Regions from separate parts of the Mus musculus genome. Here region 1 is linked to region 2. A link is a contact called in public HiChIP or PLAC-seq data. All regions are on one chromosome and are shown on one strand. The core of a region is the stretch at or near the end of the contact, and the rest is flanking DNA. Distances in the headings are between cores, read along the strand shown.

Evidence for each region. HiChIP or PLAC-seq counts read pairs in DNA pulled down with a chosen protein or histone mark.
Region 1: a contact with region 2 is called in an H3K4me3 HiChIP or PLAC-seq map of embryonic limb bud, with 4 times the contacts expected there. The contact joins the enhancer-like site here to the promoter of Hoxd3 in region 2. A contact is called at or near these places in 10 of 39 promoter capture datasets (the C10 cell line, the HPC-7 cell line, cancer-associated fibroblasts and 4 more), 13 of 484 Hi-C or Micro-C datasets (the BV-2 cell line, Th2 cells, adipose-derived mesenchymal stem cells and 6 more), 16 of 115 datasets of contacts at active chromatin or transcription factors (the NIH/3T3 cell line, cardiomyocytes, craniofacial prominence and 11 more) and 3 of 9 other capture datasets (adipose tissue, embryonic stem cells and liver).

What each region holds. Positions count from the first base shown.
Region 1 is chr2:75,028,129-75,031,169 of GRCm38.p6, forward strand. No RefSeq gene overlaps it. Among named protein-coding and RNA genes, the nearest start is that of Gm46748, 32 kb to the right of the region's middle. Within about 2 kb of position 1,448, at least 18 of the 459 cell types and tissues checked have an H3K27ac peak or open chromatin away from gene starts, as enhancers often do. A contact at or near this core is called in the NIH/3T3 cell line, craniofacial prominence and embryonic limb bud, where this site is marked.
Region 2 is chr2:74,710,385-74,713,587 of GRCm38.p6, forward strand. It overlaps Hoxd3 (homeobox D3), which reads left to right and starts at 1,609. Exons shown (of 3, transcript NM_010468.2): 1 at 1,609-1,932. Gm38462 (predicted gene, 38462) reads right to left here and starts at 1,674. Exons shown (of 2, transcript NR_164327.1): 1 at 1,586-1,674. The region is part of intron 2 of Hoxd3os1 (homeobox D3, opposite strand 1); the gene reads right to left.

The DNA.
Region 1 (3,041 bases), core at 198-2,697, 320 kb after region 2:
TTCATGATTCCAGGAGTGGCTTTAGAGTGCATGCTGCTGCGATGTTTCGTTTCTAGCTTCGGACTCTGTTCACTTGTGTATTGTTCCATAGAGAAAGCCGGGCCACCCGTACTTACCAATATCCCAGGCACTCGGGCCACTAGTTCCTGTCGAACGTCACCTTCCCGGAAGTGACTTCACCTCACTCCAGGAGCCTTTGCCAAGCCATGATGGTTTTTGAATACTCAAAATGCCTTCCTGGGATCTTACCCAGCACAGCCCACTCTGCTGGCTCCCCCACCCACTCTCTGCACTTTCTCTTGCTCTCCCCGGCCTTCATTGTCTAACACAGCTCTGCCTCCCCCTCAGGAAGCCATCATGCTTCCTCTACCTTCAGAGACCACAGTGCTTCCTTCTGAACCAGTTTATCAGCTGTTTGTGATGGTATAAATCATTGTTGATAATGCTGTTAACATATTAAGGCTCTATCCATGCCTTGTCTCTTGGAAGTCAGTTCTTTAAGAAGAGTGGTTTCTAATACTCCCATAGACCCTCCAAGAGTGTATAGTATACAGTTAGAGCTCAATAAATGTACAATAACTAATTGCTAAACAATAGCAAAAAAAACAAAAGGGAAAAACTATCACAAAGTTTTAAGAAACATTTCTTTCATAGTTTTTACTGCTTTTTTATTAATATTATACTTATTAAATTTAATTATTTAATTTGATAGATGCTAACCTAAAATATAAACAAATCACCAGCTTTTTTTTAAAAAAGCATTTGATTTGTATTAAGAGGGGATTAAACATATGAACCATTTTATTTCTTGGCACATATTTCTCCTAAAATGAAATGGAACAATATTAGTTTGAAGAAATTACTAATTTTCATCACATTGTTTTGCAGTGATCTGCTTCCTTTGCTTATTTATTAACCAGATATTTCAGAAACACACTAAATATATGCCAAAAGTCATAAAAGTGAGTCAAACATTCCCAATTGAAATATACATTAAAAGCAAAGAGGGGTCATATGGCCTTTCTGGTCCCTCCCACATAGAAGTATTCCATGTCTGACTTTTTCCAGTGACAGTCCCGTGCTCGTGCTGGGCAGGAGCCCCAGGTGCTCATCTGTTCAGTCACAAGCCCCACTGTGATATGCAGTGTGCTGCTAGAGGCAACTAAGTGGTTAACTGTGATTCAGGGACCCAGCCAAACTCAAAAGCAGCGTGTTCACCAAACCGCCCTCTTTCCCCACTATTTTCTCTGGAGCAATCCCAGCTCTAATTAAAATGTAATATTCTCCTTATGTGATTCCTTGGAAAAGTTTGTGGAATGACCACCTAATCCAGACCAGGTTTCCCAGCTGTTCCCTGGCTTGGCTGGCATTCTCATGCACACAGCCCACACCCCAGCTCCTCGTCTATATACTTACCATATGACCTCCCTCCCCTCCCACGTCTCCCCTGCTGTCTCCCATATACTGTACATAACTTCCTGACTCATACTGTTGTGCCTTCAGCGTAGAAGAGCCATTACTGGAGCGCAGAGGGCCAAGAAAAAAGTAATACTGCCCCTGCAGAGCACTTTAACGCCATTTACAATGGAAAGAACAACTTTGAACTGCTTCCAAAATAACAGGCATTTAAAATCACTTCTGTTTGCCGTTGAGATGGATTTTGCAGTAACCTTTCCAAACCTGCTTCCTCTGAATGGTTTTTAGTCTACAGAGTGGCTTTCTCAATGAAAATTTAAAATGGTGCCCATTTGAACATGACATACACCACAAAAGGCAATTTCCCAACATGCTGACAGTCACTCATGAAACCAGGGTCTGATGTCGCATCTCAATGATGATTATATAAGCACGGAGATATTATGAAACACTGCTTCAAACACAGGATTAATAAAAGCAGATGCTGGGGCGTACGTCTGATAAAGGAATCGCTTAGCACAGCTCTGTGAATTCAATTTCCCACGTCTGTCCTCACACACATCTTTCTGTAAACCTTACATCCCTTTAGCCTTTTCATCCAGCTTCATCAGATGTTATGAGGATTTCTCAACCAGCGCTTACAAAATGGCATTCTACAAGTGAAATCCATAAGTCTTGACCCACTTTGGTTTTGATCAGCTTGGGTTTTTTTTTTAACTAAGTTATCATTCAATAATAAGTTATGGTTCAAGAGCTAATATTTTAAAGTTGTAATAGCCCATTCACAAATTGAGATTCTCTGCTTATTCTGAGAGATCATTTAGTGTGGACCTGTCATGGCCCACAGCTCAGTGGATCACATGACAGAAGCAAGACTCTCCCTAGAGCTCCCGGCTCCATCCCCTCTTTTCCACCACTCACTTGGCATTTTAATTTAACATTTTGGGTTATAACGTCATTGGTTCAAGTATTTTACAGACAGAAACTTGGCCACACAATTGTGTTAAGCCATATGTTCTTATTCATCTTGAAATCTGAATTCTTTCACAATAGAGTATTTCCCACTTACCTAGATTCTTGACCCAGGTCACCAAGGGAACCGCTGCCTATCACACAGCATACCCAAGGTATGATGAGAAAAGACTTAGGACACATGAAGCCCTGACCCACATCCAATTGCGTAGTGCTGAGAATATGGCTTAAATGTCTTGTGTTCCAGAATTCATATCAATAAAATAGAAACCCCCCCCCTCACTTGCTAATTCTCATCAGGAAAGTTTGCTGAAACATGGAACTGGTTCCACCCAGAGCTTCTGACACATTAGCTCTAGGCTGGGACTTAGGCACATGCATTTTTCACAAGTTCCCACGGGATGCTGCAGGTCCAGGGCCACACACCGAGAACTTCTATCTGGCCTAATTGCTGTAGATTATAGGCTATAGTTACAGAAAACACAGGATACAGTGAACTAGTCGTTTTTTTGATGGAAAGTAAAGAAGTTGTTTATTTTGTTAGTAATTTGGCATATTATTGTATTTGATATGTTATACGAGTGAGGAATCCAGATAATTATTTCATTTCTGAAATTTGTAATTTTTTTTTTTTTTTTTGTAAAGCAAAACAG
Region 2 (3,203 bases), core at 359-2,858:
ATGGTGGCAGAAACCCTTTAATTAAAATTATCCAAGTTCATGAGAACTTTCTCTTAGGATACAAATGACCTGCACAAAGGGGCGCTATGCTTCAGTTCATCTCCACTAGTAACTTAGAGCTCCAACATCTAATGCGGATACTCAGAAACACCTTGCTAGACTGTTCTGAAAATGACTGAGCAGGATAGTGGTCCCTGTCAGGCAGGCTCTGGTCGCAGTGCTCCTGAGAGGAACCTGCAATACCATTGACTTTCAGGTGAGCTCCCCAGAGAGCTTCCCACTGACAATACAAAGGTGATACCACTCCAACCTTTGAGGAATTTTTTTTTTCCTAGATTGTTCTTTTCAAGAACAGATAAAACTCCTTCCCTTCCCAGAGCTGCATTGAGCGTTTTTCAATGGTCAAACATGGAGGCCAGGGGCTGAAATGATTGAAGAAAGAGCAGAGAGGACTAGTACTAACTTCCCCAATAAGCAAGAATTGATCGAGGACCTAAAGTGAGGGATGGGGGGGGGGGGGAATTTCCTTTCTGTGGCAATAGATTAAAAGCCCAATCGTGGGTGCTCAAAATGGTATTTCAGAGAGGTAGACAAGTATCCCAAACCATTCACAGCCTTTGGGATGAGTGGTTGCTCCCCCACCACAGAAACACGTAGGAGGCGGGAGGGACCCTAATTTAAGTTGGAGCCAAGTGGCAAATGAATGTGCTCTCTTGGCCTAAACAGCCCCGTTTTCTGGGTAAAGTATTGGGATGTGGCTTTCCTGAAATGAGCGGGTAAAAACTGAGAGTGCCTGCTTTCCTTCTGGACAAGTGTTTTTTTGTGAGGGAGAGGAAGAGAGTAGCCAAGTGACCAACGTTGGGGGGGGGGGCAGACTTGGGACTGGGGGAGGCGCTGTGGGATGACATCCCCGGAGCTTAAGCACTGCCTGGTCTCATTTCCCTCCCACATGGCGGCCAATTGCACAGACGTTTTGAGCCAAACAAAACCAAAAATGCCCAGTAATTCCTAGAAAAGGTGTGGTGCGTGCGCGCGTGCGTGTGTGTGTGTGTGTGTGTGTGTGTGTGTGTGTGTGTGTGTGTGAAAGAGGGGGGGGGAGGCACAGAGACAGACAGAGACAGAACGAGAGAGAACTGACACACAGAGAGGAGAGAGAGAGAGAGAGAGAGAGAGAGAGAGAGAGAGAGAGAGAGAGAAGAGAGGAAAGGGATTCCGAAGAGAAAGGAAAAGAAAAGAAGATAAAAAGAGGAGAGGTAGTAAGGAGAGAGAGAGAGAGAGAGAGAGAGAGAGAGAGAGAGAGAGAGAGAGAGGAGAGAGAGGAGAGAGAGAGAGAAAGAGAAGAGGAAAAACATGGCGCTCGCGAGCTGTATGTGCAAAATCCGCAAGGAATTGCAGTAAATTCCTTTTTGTTTGAAGAAAATTTACAACTTGGTAATAGACCTTTTTATGACCTATTTGCGGTCGTCATTGGCTGCGGCTGGTCATGTGCAGGCGCCGCTCGCCTTCACGGCCTTTTTCCTGATTTCCCAGGCGAATTTGCCCCCGCATTCTGCTTTCCCAGAGCCTCACCCCCTCTTTTTCTAACCTTTGTCTCTGCAGAGGTGGGCTCTAGTCGCCGGCTGCGGGATCGCGTGGTCCGCAGCGGCCTGGGCTCCCGCCGCGACTCCACCGCAGCTCGCCCCCGGTCGCGATTGCGGCCGCTTCCAGAGCCGGCGGGGAGCCCGGAAGGAGCCCCGGGCGCCGAGCCACCAGCCGCCTCTCACACTCCAGCAGGGAGCCGACCGCCTGCTTCAACCCTGGTCCCGAGCTTCCTACCCGATCCCTCCAGCAACATGAGCCCAAACCTGCCGAGGATGGTGAGCGCAGCCGGGCAGCGCCGGATGGATTCCAGCCACAGTCCGGGCCGACCGCCCGCAGTTCGGCACCCTCCGGGTAAGAGCCACCCTGCTGGCGCAGGAGCTGCCCGCTCCACCGCCTCGGGCAATGGGTGCCACTTCCCCAGCTCCCCGCGTTATTCAAGAACCTGGGGATCGCTCTCTGCATCCTCGTCCCTAAAGTATGTCCCTTGGGGCTCGAGGTAGGGTCCTGCTAGGCTCAAAAGTGCATTGGGGACTCCTTCGTGTCTCTCACCTCACCCCACCCCCTCAGAGATCCCTTGACTTGGAAACCCGCAGATCCCGAGCTCCCCTCCCCCAATCCGCCCTGTGAAGAAGAATGTGAAAATGGTTTCTGGACTCCTCAGCTTGGCTGGGGCTGGGGGGTGAGGGGTGGGGTCAGTAAAGGTTTCGTATGGTATAGAATACCGTGTTTCTGTGGTTTGATGGTGGTCAGAACTACCCTAGGTTAACAGGTGTTTTTCGAGGGTTGGGTCGTGGGTGGGGGTGGGGAGACTTCGGTGTATTCAGGATGTCTTTCATGGGTGAGGCCAATTTTTAGGATCTATATTTTATTGGGCCTTGTGTATAAAGACGCTTTAATTATTTAAAAACATTTCTCTAATTCTTAAGGGGAAAATGGTAATAATAACCCAAGCTAGGTTCTTCCTGCATCTGATAATGTGTCAGGTGAATTTGGACTATTTTATGTCACAAATGGATGTTTGCTATGGGAAGTAATATCAGAAAATCTGGTACAGGTTTTAGGATAAACCCAATAGATATTTGAGAAATGTGAGGCATTTCGGCGTTCAAACATCGCGTGTGTTTCTCATTTGTCAGAGTAATGAAAGAGTAGATCTTTTTGCTTTCCAAATGCGTTGTGTTTTTTTTTCCATTTTCCAATAAACACCATACTGCAATATTTCCCTTATTTCGAAACTACTGAACCAAACACACAGGAAAAAAAAAGAAAGAAAGAAAAAGAAAATCTTTGCAGAACATAATGTTGTTTCACTCCCCAAAATTTTGGATGGCATTTGACGATGCACTTTGAAACCCCTATTTCCTGTTCCTTCAGGAACACATAGGGAAACATTGAAACCTTAGACAATCTGCCGCATTGCGCATAAGACTGCACATGGCGGTGGGCCATAGTCCCCAACGTGCTTATCGACAAATCCTTATTGTTTGCCCAGATATTCCAGTATAACAGTGTTGGCTGTACAAATACTTGTGAACAATAGGTGATATGTTTGTAGAAAGGTGTTTTTAGTAATTAAGGATGGAATCACTCTCATTTCAAAATGGAGGACCAGTTGATGTCTG